2 separate regions of the Anser cygnoides genome follow, and region 1 is linked to region 2. Evidence: chromatin contacts called from public Hi-C data. All regions are on one chromosome and are shown on one strand. The core of a region is the stretch at or near the end of the contact, and the rest is flanking DNA. Distances in the headings are between cores, read along the strand shown.

Region 1 (7,150 bases), core at 1,258-3,757, 160 kb before region 2:
CATCTCAGGAGCAGCACATCTGCCAAGAAATCTGGTGTCAATATTTGCCTGGAGCTCTGCAATCACGATTACAACAGCTGAGCCAGGCTGCCCTCCATCCTTTCTCCCCCACTGCCCTCACTCTCCCGTTTGGAGAACGCATTGCTGCACAGACCTGGAATGAGCCAACTTTTCAGCCTTCTTTTCATTTCTTTTAGCAGAAAAGAGGAGCTACAGCATAACACGTGCACTTCGCCTGCTGAATCCCCAGCATCTGACTCAGTCATCACTCCACATGAAATATGTTGTCTGGGGAAGAAAAAGGCAAGGAAAAGACACCAAAGCATTTCCACATTCCCACAAAGCTTGGGTTTCTGTGCAACTGCTAGCCTAAGTGTTTAACCAGGATGGAGCTCCCCGGGAGCCACGGGACACACTCACTGCCTGCCCAGGTTAGCCAGTGGGAAAACACTTTGTTTTCTTCAGCAGGCTTGACACAGCCACCAAAGTTGCTCCAAAAATGAAAAAACACACAGGGGCACGAGCCAAAAAAATAATCTAGAGCAGCAACGTAACCCTCGGTTCAGGAGGCTCGCACTAAAACACTCAGCGCTGATTTTAATACACCAAATTGCCCGCTGGGAGGGAAGCCAACGCTCAGCGAGAGCGCAGCCGGCCTCAGCCCTGGGCTCGCCGGTGGTTTTTTTGCAGCCCCACGCTTACGTGGAGTCACGTGAAGACGATTACATAAACTGTACCTTTTCCATGAACACCTTCTCTGGGATAAAGGTTCTCATTTTGCTCCGCATAAAACCACTCTCCACATGCTTATAAGCTTTAATTGCTAGGGGAGCACATAAAAAGTGTCCAAATAAGTCTATTTAATGGTTACACATTAACTGTCCTACACCTCCGGGCTTCTGTTATCCATATATTTGCAAGATCAATAAACTCCTTATGAGTAAACTTAAGGAAAAAGTTGCTGCTGAAAAATGTTCCATTCCTATTTACTAATAACTTTATTAAATTCATTAGAAACTCCTACCTATACCTGAAGCTCCCTGCTCGTGGAAAAGCAGGCTGTTTCTCAGCACAAAGAAAAAGAGAAGTGTGTTTCCCCCTCACTCAGACTTGGACACGTGCCCACAAGGTAACGCAAGAGCAGTGCAATTCCAGGCTGGGAAGGACTTGGCTAAAGCAAAGCGTGTGCGTGAGCCTGCAGAGGCAGAGCCCCTCCGAACCCAGGGAGAAAAGCCTCCAGCGAACACCGGGAGCCTGGATAGCCAGAAAAAGAGAAGCTGTCTGCGTGAGGACGGATGCGTTAGCAGAAGGTTTTAGGGAGCCGCATCCAAAACGCTTATCGGCAATTAAAGCTAAGGTACCGTTCCCAGTGAACCCACACCTCTGGCCTCCACGCACCCATGGGGCCCCGTCGGGCTGATTTGGGGAGGTAGTTGCAGCCCATGGGTGCCACAGCAGGGCAGGGAACAGCATCCACGCTGCAGGGACAGCTCCATCAGCTGCCTGAGTGGCACTGCAAGGTACAGGGATGCTCCAAGCATCTCTGCAGAAAGGTAGAAAGGGTTTTTATTTACTGTCCTGTGCCCAAGGGCCATCAGCAGCCTGGTGCTGCCACACTGCTTTATTTTGATGGCTACAGCTCACTAAACACCTGCTGAATTTTACCGGGGGCATTTAGAGATGCCCAAAGACGCAGCAGCGGAACAGCAGAGAGAAGGGGGAGAGGGCAAGCAAGACTGAGCCAGGCAGCCTGAGAGTGATTAAGTGTTGATCAAATCCGACTATTTCATAAAGCTTCTGGTATGCCCGACCAGCTTCAACAGTCTCCACACTTTGCTGTGAAATCCCTGTGATATTTATGAGAAGTCTGTGAACGGCTCCTTTATCGCCTTTTTTACTCCCCTTTAATAAAGGAAGTGCAAAGCCTGAAACAGCTGGGACGCCCAAGTACCATCAGACCCAGCGTGTTTCCAAGCCATGCACGCAGCATCTCCCGGCATCTCCTGACCCCTATCCTCCCGGGCACAGGTAACACAGGTAACGCGCTGCCCTCTCCCTGGTCCCATCCCTTTTGCCCCCCCGTTGCTGTACAAAGCCACGCCGGGCACGGCAACGTGCATCCCCCTCAGCCCAGAGAGATCTCCCCCAAGCAGCTAGGGGTGGCAACAGGGAATTTCAGGGGGCAGAGTGATGCCCAAACCCCACAACAGCAGAGGAAGACCACATAGGGTTCCCAACCAGCCCCTGCCCATTAAAAAAAATAATCCCTATTGTTAGAGTGCAAGCACTGCCTGTATTTCACACCAAATAATACGGAGAGGACGTTATAAAGATGGAATCGCTTACAATTGGGTGGGAGGAGGATTATAGAGGCTATTGCAATTAAAAACAAACTAGACAAACAAATAAGCCCCGCTTCCCTCCCCCTGGCCGCCGCTGCCTGCTCTGCACATGTTATCTGCAAACCACGGGCAAAGCAATTCCCCGCTCCGTGCTATTTCACAATCTGCTCGCTCTGAACCTTACGCTACGTAAGGAATTAAACAAACATTTCCTCCTTTTCCTTCTTCGGGTGGTTTCCCCCCCACTCCCTTTCCAAGGCTGGGATCCAAAGTCCAGCCCTGCCCGGGGCCAAGGCGTGAGCAGCAGCTGGGGCTCCCCATCCCCAAAAATCCTCCCCAAAAAGAGGAGAGCAATGGGGCTCGGCACCATTTGCACAGCAGCTCGTGATCACCTGGGTCGATTCCTCCGGCAAACAGGCAGCCCAGAGCCCTCCCAAAATACACCAAGGACAGCCAGGGGGGAAGGAGGGCAATACTAAAAACACGATGCAGAGATAACAGGCACACTTTGCAGAAGTCAATTAAAAAGGCGGTCAGCCCTAAAGACAGAAATCTTCAGGAAAGCAGACTTCGCCCGCTCCTTCCACGCACGTTACTTGCTGTTACACGCAGCTGCAGCAGCAAAGTCTCGTGAATAAAAGCCTTTGCCTTAATCTGCTCTTATTTGCTACAGGTTTACATTACAAATTTGGGTTTTATCTGCCTTGGAGAACACTGCGAGGGGAAGTCGAGCACAAGATGAACCACGGCGCCAAACGCTGCTGGAGACCTAAGAGCCAGGTTGTTTGAATTTTTTGTGGCTGCTGCTATTTAGTGGCAATGCCTAGTTACAGCTTGGGATAAAGGAAGCTTTTGTTAACTACCTGCTCTCTCCCTCCCTCTGCACCTTCCCTCAGGGTTTTGAGATCACATTAAAAAAACACATCCCAAGCTCCTCAAGAGATTTTTCAGCAAAGCCAAGGCTGACAAGACTTGACATTCCTGAAATGTTTAAATGGGAGGAGAGGGAGAAACAACAACATTTTTTCAAACCCACTTTATACATCAGACACAAGCAAAAACTGGCCCGGGTCCAATTATAAAAAAATATATTTGCGAGATCATCTTAAATACTTTAAATGTTCTGGATTGAAAAAAAAAAGAAATCCCTCGCTGCAGAGCAGATACAAACCCCCGCGCCAAATGCTGCGCATTCCTGGGGGGAGCTGCGGAGCAGAGGCATAATCGAGCCCATTGACAGGCACCAGCCCCGAGCCCCATGGCCGGCGCAGGCCACCCATCACACGGGACATGTCCTAAATACAGCCTGCACATCCCAGGAAAGCTCCACAGGGACCAGCTGTCCCTTCCAAAAACACAGGGATCCTGGAAAATCTTGGCTGGGGGACTCAGGAGTACACTTGGGATTAAAGATCTTTGCTGACTATGGGGCAAGGAGTCAAGAAATCCAATTTCAGCTAAATACCAGGGAGGGCACACCGCTATCAGTAGCTGTTTCATTAATTGATTCACACACTGGCTCATTTGGGATATTATTTCAGGCTGGAATCTCACTTGCCCGATGCTTCTGGAGAAAGCTGGGTGAGGAGCAGGGTCCCAACAAAGCATTACAGCCTGTAACAAAACCCACTGAAGGCGATGTGGGAAGCAACTGCACGTGCTCCAAAAGCTCCCACCACCCCACACGTTGGGAGCAAACACCCTAAAAAGCCACGTGAGGGTGGGCAGCGTTTCCAGAGACACATTACAGGGAACAGACGGGCACTGATGTCCGGTTATTCATCCTTGGTTTGCATTCGTCATTGGTTTGCTAGGGCAGAAATTGAGGCATCAAAGAGGGCCGCAGCGTTCCACTTGTGCAATAAACTCCTTTCACCAACATCACTTCACACTTTCCAGAGTGCAAAGTTCGCGCTGATATTGTTGGCTTTCTCACTTGCTGCTTTTTGGCACTGGCCCGCCTGCCTGGCTGTTGATTAATACACGATCAGGACGTTAGAGGCCTTGTTCCACAGCCCTCGCTGGCTGCAAGTCATCTTCCAGCAAGTGCTGTCCTGGGGGGGGGACAGGCAAAGGTACCTGCAGGAGCACCAATGTGTTTAGGTGCTCCTACAGAATACTTAGAAGAAAACAAGTCATATATTTCTACCAGTGGGTTTTACAGAGTAAGGGATCATCACTATCAACGCGAATATACTCGATATTTTTATCTTTCCTGTGAGGAGAGGAAAGGCTGGCACTGCTCAGCCCGGAGGAGGTTCAGGGGAGCTCGTTCTCTGTAAACACCTGAGGGGAAGGTACAAAGGGGACAGAGCCAGGCTCTCGTCAGCGGTGCCCAGTGCCAGGATAAGAGGCAGAGGGCACAAACCAAACACAGGAGGCTCCATCTGAACACCAGGAAGCACTTGTGTGCTGGGCGAGTGACGGAGCTGGCACAGGTTGCCCAGAGGCTGTGGAGGCCCCTCCATGGAGACCTTCAACAGCCACTTGGACGAGGGCCTGGCACCCTGCTGGAGCTAGGGTTGGCCAGATGGCCTCCAGAAACCCCTTCCAACCTCAGCCATGCTGCGAATCCATGATTTTTGCACAACCTAACAGCATCACAAGTCACAGCTACACAGCAAAGGCTGCCTAAGTACACCAAGAATGAGAAAGCTGCTATCATTTTTGGTCAAATGCCTGCTGGCTGGGGTTGCTAGTCACCAAAACAAGTTGGCCATCAAATCCTGTCTTGTGCATTCCCTGGGAAGCTAAACACAGGGCATTACTTCAATATAAAATTCTAACTACATGCTTGAAAGAGAGACTACAAACACTTTAATTGTAAAGAGTATCAAAAACACTCTAGTTGTTTCAGTCCCTTTCATGCCACATTAGTAAGTTTGTCCTTTTATTTATTTATTTTTAAAGATTTGCTTATGATGGAGATGAGCCCAACTAGAAAACCAAAAAAAAAAATCAAGAATCCTTGAACTCTGAAGCAAGTTTTATCTGAGTCTGGGCCTGCATCTGCACTGAATGCAGCCCAGCCAAACAACATTTTTCCATCCCTGTTTATCACTACCACCTCGTGCTCCCCCCCACCAGCACAAGGTCATATCAAAATCTCTACCAATATCCCCTGGTTCCTTAAATTGTTGAGGATCTGGATTTCCATCAGTGGGATTACACGAGATCAGCCAAATGTGCACATGCTACAGAGAGAAAGGACAACACGTCTCTTTAAAACCCGAGAGTATTTTTCATTTATAAATAGTTTACATTTTTGGATCCAGTGGCGGACAACCCGCTTGGTCTGTACGGAAACCAAAGAAATATCATGTGTGAGCACTAACCACAGCGTAACAGAGATAATAAACAACAGACAGGCAGCCATATGCAAGGAGGCTGGTGCTTGCGGTAGGGGAAGCAAAGAAAAGGAAAAAATTCAGCAAGCATCACGCAGCTGAATGTTGGATTTCAGACAGACTGGCAGAAGTTTGTGGTCCTGTTCCTCCAAGTTAGACTACAGGAGTCACCCACACAAGGAAGCACGCTGAACCCTGCCTTGCTTCCCTACTCTTTTAGCACCTCTCAGGCTTCAGCAGACTGTCTCCTCTGTGCTACGGAGAGTCACTACCAGGTACCTGCAGCACAGAGGGACACAACAAGTCCATGTGGTCACACAAAGCATATGGTGGCCCCCAAAGCTATACCATGGGCTAACCTGCACAAAAGAAGGTCAAGTTCTGGTCCAAGCCAGACCTAGTGTACTCTCCTCAATTATAAATGAGAGGACTATAAGCAACAGGAACCCAAAACACGTTGTGTCTGGCAGCCACAGAGCCCACGGGACTGTGTTAGGAAGCAGCTCAAGCACAAGAAGGCTGCATGCACATGGAAGCTGCTGCAAGCAAAGCACCTGAACCTGCTGGGCCCCTTGGAAGCCTCCGGCCTCATGGGCTTTGCCAAGAGTGCTAAGCAAGCCTCCTGCCCCAACTTCTGCCTTCACACCAAATAAACCTGAAACGGATGCAGACATCTATCTTGTCCATGCTTTTACAAATGTTTTAGATAATGTCAAACAATATCCCATATCCCACATCCCACAACAAAGACAAGTCCTTAAAGCAAGCAGGACAACTCTTTGCTTGCCAAGCACAGGAACCTGGACCTGGGGCATCTCTACTGAAATTAGGTAGGAAGAAAAATTCTTTAAGATATATACTTTCCAGATTTTGCAAACATTTACCACATGCAAGAGACTTCACGGACCACTCGCTCCATGACAAGTGTGCAGACACCAAACCCAGAAGAGTCTCAGCACCCATCTCCCTCTTGAGATGAAGGCTACGGCCAGATACGCTTGGCCGAACAAAGGTTTGTTTTCAATTATATTTCAGATTCTTCTAACAATAACTGTGTGGCGTCTGGCACCAACACATCTGAGCCTTTGAAGTGGTTCTCAGCTTCAACAGGAACATGGGGGAGGGCAAAAAGGGAATCAATCAGCAATTTCGGCTCCAGTCAAGCCTCCTTGCTGAGGAGAAAGCCTTAATTCCACAATCCCTGAGCACACCAGCTAGCAAAACAAAACAAAAGCCACACATTCAAGCAAAAAAAAGCAATAGATCTGCACCAGGGTTGCTGCTTTAACCTTTGGAAATAGGCTGTGAAGTAGGTGGGGCAGCAGTGCCGGACACCACAGCCTCCTGTCTCCCAAAACCTGCACTGTCCGCAGTGCCAAACCCATCTCACCATCATCCTCACACCTGTAATGACACACTCGTGGGAAGAGACATCTAATATTTAAACCCCAGCACTATCAA
Region 2 (7,239 bases), core at 358-2,857:
CAATGCCATCACCCCCTTTAATGTACGGAGCATTTTCCTCACCCACAAGGAGGCAAGAGGCAGCCTCTAGTGACTTGTTAGCTATGGGAGCTGCTATGGCATATGTTGGACTTAAACTTCACTCAAAACTGCTGACTTGCAATGCAAAGCAATAGTAACAGAAGGCATCGGGGCATTTTAGGGGCAGACAGGTGTTTGGAAGCTGCCCTTTGGGGAATGGCTGAGGGCTATGGGACACCAGGACTGTCACCTGGGGCGCTTGTTTCCTGTCGTTTGTCCTCCAGCCCCAGTGCGTGCGGTTGTCCTGTCTGCAGCTGCACCGCCTGGGGAAGCGAGGGGGTGCTCCTCCACCACTGCCAGTCCAAAACAAAGCATCTGAACCCAAAAGCCAAGACTAGTTATGGGCTGTGTTATTACCAGGTGCCAGCAAGTCTTCTCGAGAAGTCTGGAGCAGGCCCTGGTGATAAACATGTAAGAGCACGAGCCCTCCAGGTGTCCTGGACCTCGGACTTCTCTAGCAAGGCACAAGGCCTGAAAAGCTGCAAGTTTTACCCTTCCCTATCCCTTTCCCCCTGCTTTGCGACAGTGCCCTGTGCTTTCTTGGGCTGTGCATAATTAGTGGGTGCTGATTGCTAATGCTGACCCCCAGGCCTGGATGCTGGTGTGTGCTGGCAGCACGTTAATAACGCGGGGGCACTTATTTCATTGCCTGCGTAACGAGGAGGCTGCTCCGCCACAAGGGGTGGTGCCCTGCTGGGTGAATTACGAGGCCAATGGCAGTGTTGTTATTCCACCGAGGGAATGAGATTATTACTGAGGAAATCACAGGCCTGCTCCTCTTGTTGTTTTACTACTAGCGTAATAACAGACCTTGTTTTATTAGGATAAATGATTTTCCCCTTTTCCTCCCAGCTCCTCCTCACGTCCCCAGCGACTCCACGTAGTCAGCTCCAGTCCTGTCTGGTCGAGCTCAGGAGCTTTATCTGTGTTTTCACAGCAGTTTGGAGACTAAGAACTATCTGGGCAGTTCTTCTGGCGTCTCTGCACAACGACAGCTCCTGTCACCACAGGAATCTGGGAGAAGCTGAGCAGTGCCTGCAGCCCAGCACTGGGGACAGTGGTGATCCCAAACCTGCCACCACTGGGGCTCGGCACCGTGGGCTGCTTTAAAGAGTTGCTGTTTTATCATCTGCACGGCCATCGACCGCTCTTAGCAGCAGAAACACGGTGTTTGCGGTGGCTCCGTGCCACTTCGCACGGTCAGAAGGTCAGCCTTGTGAAATCTGGAATAAGCCGCACGTTGCACAGAGGCCTCTGGGGCGCGGGGCTGCCTGAGCCCTGCGCTGAAATATTTCAACAGAAATTCAGCCAGGCCAGGTTCTGCCGACTAGGGGGAAATTCATTTCTGTTAGTATTAGGTTAAGTTAAAAAAAAAAAAAATCACAAACCAGACAAATAAGGGATATAGATGTGGTCAGAGGTATGGGAGAGAAAAATGCTTTAAACAGAGCCCTTGTTAAAAACAAATTGGTGTTTTGCACCAACACTGGAAGTTTTGCACCTCATAAAAAATTCATAAGCCTTACTGAGAAAAACAGAAAAGCAATTCAGGTGTCTATTTTTTGAGCACCGTCATACTTGCAGGAGTTTAAGCCAGTCTGGATTGATATTTCTTGTTAAATGCTGCGTCTGTGTTACCATCCTGCCCGGATCATAGTTCAGTGGCTCAAAAAGAATAAATGACAAGATGGTCTGGCTGCAGGGGGGAGCGGACGGGAGAGCCCCGGGTGTTTTGCATTTTCTTTATGGCCTTACAATCTCCTCTTCAGGGTCCTTTTCACTTCTGCAGACACAAAACTCAAGGTGAAAAGTAATTGGACAAGCTAACAAATGAGCCAGGGCTTGCTTGCTTTCCCACCGGCAAGTTGCTGTGTTCTGCTTGCCACCAGGATCAGCTGCTTTGACATGGCCTTCCGTGTATCAGCTAACAACTAATGGAAAGCTGCCACAGGTGTGAGAAAAGAGAGGCTTTATACAGGACAGGCACTAAACCAGTATGATTTATGTGGGCTGAGGATAGTGCTTTCAATTACATCAGTCTTCCAGGAGTGCCGTGAGCACAGCAGCATCTTTAGGGAATATTTGGTGCGAACTGTTGCTCTGCAGGCTGCAGAGGTTTATGACAGGCAGCACACCCGCTTTCTGCTCCACAAGTGTCCGGGGTGCAAAATAAGGTGTTTCTGACCTGGCTTTCCTTCTTCTTCCCCAGTGGATGGTGGTATCTCCCCTGAAGAGCGTGCGTGTCCCCCAGCAGTGCAAGGAGCAGAGCTGCAGGCACAGCTCTGAGCGAAGCCAGCAGCAGGAGCAGGCTCAGCTCCCTCCTGTGCCTGTCTCTGTCTGGTGCCATCCCCCTTGCAATGGATGATAAGTGATCTCCGAGGCTGGAAGTTTGTCAGGAAGCCACTTGCTGGGGTGTGGAAGGGGCTGCCTTGTTTCCTAAGGCTGGATGGGTGGGAAGTGCCGTCCCTTCCCATAGAGAAGCACCAGCTGCTGGCAGCCCCACATCAGCAGCCTTGTCCTTGTAATGCAGCAAGGTGCAAGGGAACGGCTGAATTTTAGTTCTAGCTTCCCCGTTAGAAGTTCCATGTGATCTCTGCCACGGTGGGGAGGTTGTGGGGATGATGCTGGCTCGGTGACACTGCGCTGGTCCCCAAGAGGACACAAACTGGGGACACGCTCCGCAGCTGAGATGGCTTTTGTTCCTCACTGTGACTTTTGAGGAACTCTGAAAGCATTCATCAAAACCTCTGCAAGGTCAGGCCAGGTAAACAGCAGCTTCCTGAGCACTTGGCCAGCTACATCTCCTGCCCCGTCCTTGCCTGGCTCTGTTAATTAAGAGACAAAAATCACCTTGCCTCCTGCTCCTGCTGCCGTCAGCTCGCAGGCAGGCGGGGTGGTTTCGTTTGAATTCAAGGCCAGGGAGCCTGTGGTTCCTGCGTGTTTGACCAGGCAGGTGCGAGCAAGTCAAGGTGCCTTGGGATCTAAGCTGCACGCGCTGTTGCTGTAATTGTTTTCGGTGTGGTAATGCACTGCATCTTTATTCTTCTCATGCATGCTGCATAACCAGTAAATGACAGGTCCTGCTTTTTCAATTCCTCTGTGTTTCCAGGGGCTGTCACACTTTTAATTTTTGCAATAGCTGCAAGCAAAGCAGTAATCATGTTTCCAATTTCCCACGACTGTGGTGCTGGCTTTGTTGTTCTTAATTCCTCTCCTTGACTCGAGCTATTTCATGTTCTCTAAAGCTTCCCAGAACGCTGCTGTTTAATCTGGCGTTTGATGGCTGATAGGCTCCCCGCGGGACAAGTGCTGTGGGTGGCATGTGGCAAGGCAGGGCAGGAGAGGTGCCTGGGATCTGTCGGGGGTGACACTGATCACTGAAGACATCAGGGCAGGGTGAAGGGGTACGTGTCTGCGATTCGTGCCCAAATTGGCAGGGTTTGCGTGCCGCAGAGCGCACAGCTATGTGACATGTCGCGTGCTCCACTTTCCCCTGAGAGATGGGACAGCTTCTGAAAGGCTGCTCTTAAAGCCCATGGACAATCGCCTCTACGTTTCTGTAGGTCCAAATGACTTAAGTGGAAGTAATTTGGGGGATGTGATTTGCTTCGGTGCCTTTTAGGGGTCTGCTCAGGACTGTTACAAAAGCTTTGCCCTGTGAGCAGCAGCTCAGGGAGGTTTGGTTTCCCATCCGGTGCTTTCCCTGCAGGTTGTCGTGGCCTTTGCTGTGGGTGCTCCACTGTATGGAAAGGTCAGTGAAGATGCTCTGCTCCCGGCCTTCTCTTCTAACTGGCTGCACTCGGTATCTTCGAGGTCTCCAACCCTCAGTCCTGTGTGGGTGAGGCTGCTCAGGGAGCCCAAATGCTGTCACACACGTGTGCTGTGATCCCAAATGCTGTGCTGCTTTAGCAAAGAAAGCTCACGGTGCCTTCAAGTTAGAAGGTTTCAGGTGTGAAAGAGAAAGGTTTAGATTGCTTCTGAAGTTATTCTCTGTTCCCCGTGAGCACGGCCCAGCACAGGCTGCTGGCTCCTCTGAGACCACAGCTCCTCACCCAGACAGGCAAACAGACGGGACTGATTATCCCCCTGTAAAGCTGATAGCACATCCGACAGCAGGTGAAGGCTGCTTGTGGAAGGTCACACAGACCTGCTGCAAAGCGCTGCTGAGAGATCCCGTTGGCTGTTGCTGTGGCCAGGAAAGACAAGACCAGGGAGCAATTGCAGACTCATGGCTTAGTGAGTGATGGCTGGAAAGCTGAGATGTCGCTGAGGACACTGTGTGTTCACTGAGGCTGCCGCAGGGGCACAGCCTCCTGCTCTCATTAGCAAAGACATTGGTTGAGATATGGGTGTTTGCTTTCATCTCCAGCCTCTCCCCTGGGATGGCCCCATAGCCAGGAAACAGAGCAGCATGTGTCCCAACTTCAGCACCTTCCAGCTCATCATCTGCTGTCATGCTCCAAACCCATCATTACCGATGGGTGAAGCCAACATGACAGCTCAAGGAGTGAGAGGGACATGGATCTGTATTTCTTTTCTCGAGGTGGATGCTGCATGAGTAGGATGTGTGGGAGCATTCTGCTTTGGTTGTCACAGCTGGCACTTCTCTCCCCAGGAGCTGCCCCCAGTCTGAGCAGGAGACAGGCTTTATCAGGAGTCTTACGGGCTTTGAGTGCTCTGCTCCGTGGTATGGCATCCCATAGTTTTAGGGCTATCATGAAAGCCCCCTTCCAGCAGGAGAAGGTAATTGAAACCACTTTTTCATAACTGAGTAATTAGATTGATTCTGGAGCAACGCGGGCATGTGGAAAATTGAAAAACAAGTCGTGTGCCCTTAGGCTGCAGATGAATGTGGTGGTGCCTTTCCTGAGGAACGCCGGCTGCATCTCTTGGATTACAGGGCACACTGAGACCGTCTCCAGCATGCTGCAAGTCCAGGTCCTGTCTGGGGGAAGCTCAGTGAGAAGGAGGTCCCTCTCCTGCTGTGCTGATCTGACATCTATCTCTCCTCAGAACTTCTCATTGAATTCTGTGGCACTCCATGCAGTGGAAGGATGCGTGCATGTGAATCCAGTTGCAGGAGTAGGAGAAAAAGCTCTCCGCATAGTTGCATGCTCACAGAAATTTTAATTGAATGGTGCGTTCACTGGGACCAGCTCACATATCCCAGTTTCAGGGGTGTTGTTAAGACTGTGCTTGTGGGCTTTCCATTTCTGAGTGTTTTGACCTTAGACATCTAGTGGAAAGTATTTTGTGTGTTACAGAAGTAGCGTTGGGCTTCGTCCCCCAGATTAAAACAGTCACACCTACTGTATTGCGTTCTTGCACAACCTAACAGCTGAAATCTTGTTTGGATGCTGTCAGCCACACTGAGGGGATATTGGCTTTTTGGGTCCTGTGCTCCAGTGTGCCATCATTTGCAGGGTCTGGAAAGAGCTCTGACATTATTTCAGGCCAAGTTTCTTTAATCAAAGGTACATATCCTACCAACTGGCTCTGTGGTGAGGCAGATCCCACAGCCAAACTACTCAGAGGATCCATTAAGCTTCAAGTAACCGTGTCCAGTAACCTGTGTGTGGACAGCGTGGGCTATTCATAATGGCAGGGATGAAGGCAAACAGGCACACTAGGCTCTGAATTTCCACTGCTGAGTAGGGAGTAGCAGCAGAAATAGTCTGGTACAGAAAGACACTAAATGCTGCTTGTATCCCCGTCTCATTTTTGGGTCAGGGGTCTTGGGGTAATACAGAACCTTTTCTTACATCCCATGGCTTGACTTCCAGACCAGTCTTTCCTGCTCAGTTTGCTTCCTCTGCTAACTTCTAACTTCTCAACCTGATCTAACTGCAAAATTGGCTCTGCTCTGAGCAGGAGGTGGGACCTGGAACCACCAAAGTGCTTCCAACATCCGTTACTCCATGACTCTGATTTTTACTGGTCCTCCAGCTAACTGGGACTGCCATACACTAAAACTTCTTTCTTTCCTCTTCTGCCCAAAGCTGCTGTCTTGTTTCACTTCCTTAGATTTAAATGCTTCCTTTCTGTACCTACAGTCTTTGTTAAGCCATTTCCCTCTTTCATAATTTTGCGCTTTCCTGAACCACCTCTTTACATAAATGCAAGACCAGACCGGTTCTTTTGAACCAGTTCATCCATCATCCCAAACTGTTTCTACCCACATAGGCTGCTATTAAGAATTAATTAACAGTTGTTCTGCTCAAGTTTCAGTCTTGGTCAGCACTATCGGAATTGCATTAAGTAGAGGCATTAAAAATGCAACAGTATTCACGATATCAGCCTCAGAATATGAGCCAGTGCTTTGTGTGTATATGGTTTAGCATCCTAATAAACCATGAAGCTCCTGCGCTGGGATCACAGGTTCACCTGATCTGCTGTTGCTGTTTGCCATCTCTGATGAAACACTGAAGTCCTGGGGGCAGGGACTGTCACCAGTTACACAGCCGCCGTGTGGCACAGGACGTGCTGCCATCCCCACACAGTGCAGATCATCTTTCTCTCTTTTTTTTCCCATTTTCTTCCTGAAGTCTCTCTAGAAGCTGTCAGCAGCACCTCAAGGGTACTAATATTGCTGAGTTTTCCCTACCTTCTGTCACTCATGCCCTTCTGTGGGATGATACCCACCTCAAGGACCCTTTCTAACTCTTTTCCCAGGCCCTATCAGCAGTATTTTAGTAAACCGCTACGGCAGCCGACCCGTGGTGATATTTGGAGGCCTGCTGTGTGGCATTGGGATGGTCTCAGCTGCCTTCTGCACCAGCATCCTGCAGCTCTACATCTGTGTGGGCTTCATTACAGGTAAGAAGAAAGTTATCTCCCTTAGACTCGCACCTGAAGTTCCCTTCTGATGGGTTGGGCATCCGCAGCCAAAGGCAGTTGGAACCTGGTGGGATAAAAAGCTGTCGGGACAGGGGCTGTAACTGGTTAACTGCTCCAGCTGAGTGTTAGCAAAGAGCCTGTTCCCTGCTAGGCTCTGTGTCCCTGGCTGAACATCGCGTGCAGGGGCTCAGCAGCGGACGTGCTGCTCGCAGATGAGCGCTGTCAGCCAGAGGCAATGGTGAGGATGGCCAGCCCTGCCCTCGGCTCCTGCTGAAGCAAATGCAGGCTGACTGCGCTCTGCCGTGGGCAGGGCAAGCCCTCCGAGGTGCCAGTGCGACTGTG

What was found. A called contact is a pair of places that touch in the nucleus more often than the background predicts.
Region 1: a contact with region 2 is called in a Hi-C map of liver, with 3 times the contacts expected there. The contact joins two enhancer-like sites. A contact is called at or near these places in 2 of 7 Hi-C or Micro-C datasets (both in liver).

The regions. Positions count from the first base shown.
Region 1 is chr10:8,576,393-8,583,542 of Taihu_goose_T2T_genome, reverse strand. All of the region lies in intron 1 of LRIG1 (leucine rich repeats and immunoglobulin like domains 1), which reads right to left. Among named protein-coding and RNA genes, the nearest start is that of LRIG1, 16 kb to the right of the region's middle. Within about 2 kb of position 2,507, at least 3 of the 3 cell types and tissues checked have open chromatin away from gene starts, as enhancers often do. A contact at or near this core is called in liver, where this site is marked.
Region 2 is chr10:8,419,404-8,426,642 of Taihu_goose_T2T_genome, reverse strand. It overlaps LOC106035426 (monocarboxylate transporter 2-like), which reads left to right. Exons shown (of 6, transcript XM_048072836.2): 4 at 6,733-6,876. Among named protein-coding and RNA genes, the nearest start is that of KBTBD8, 38 kb to the left of the region's middle. Within about 2 kb of position 1,607, at least 2 of the 3 cell types and tissues checked have open chromatin away from gene starts, as enhancers often do. A contact at or near this core is called in liver, where this site is marked.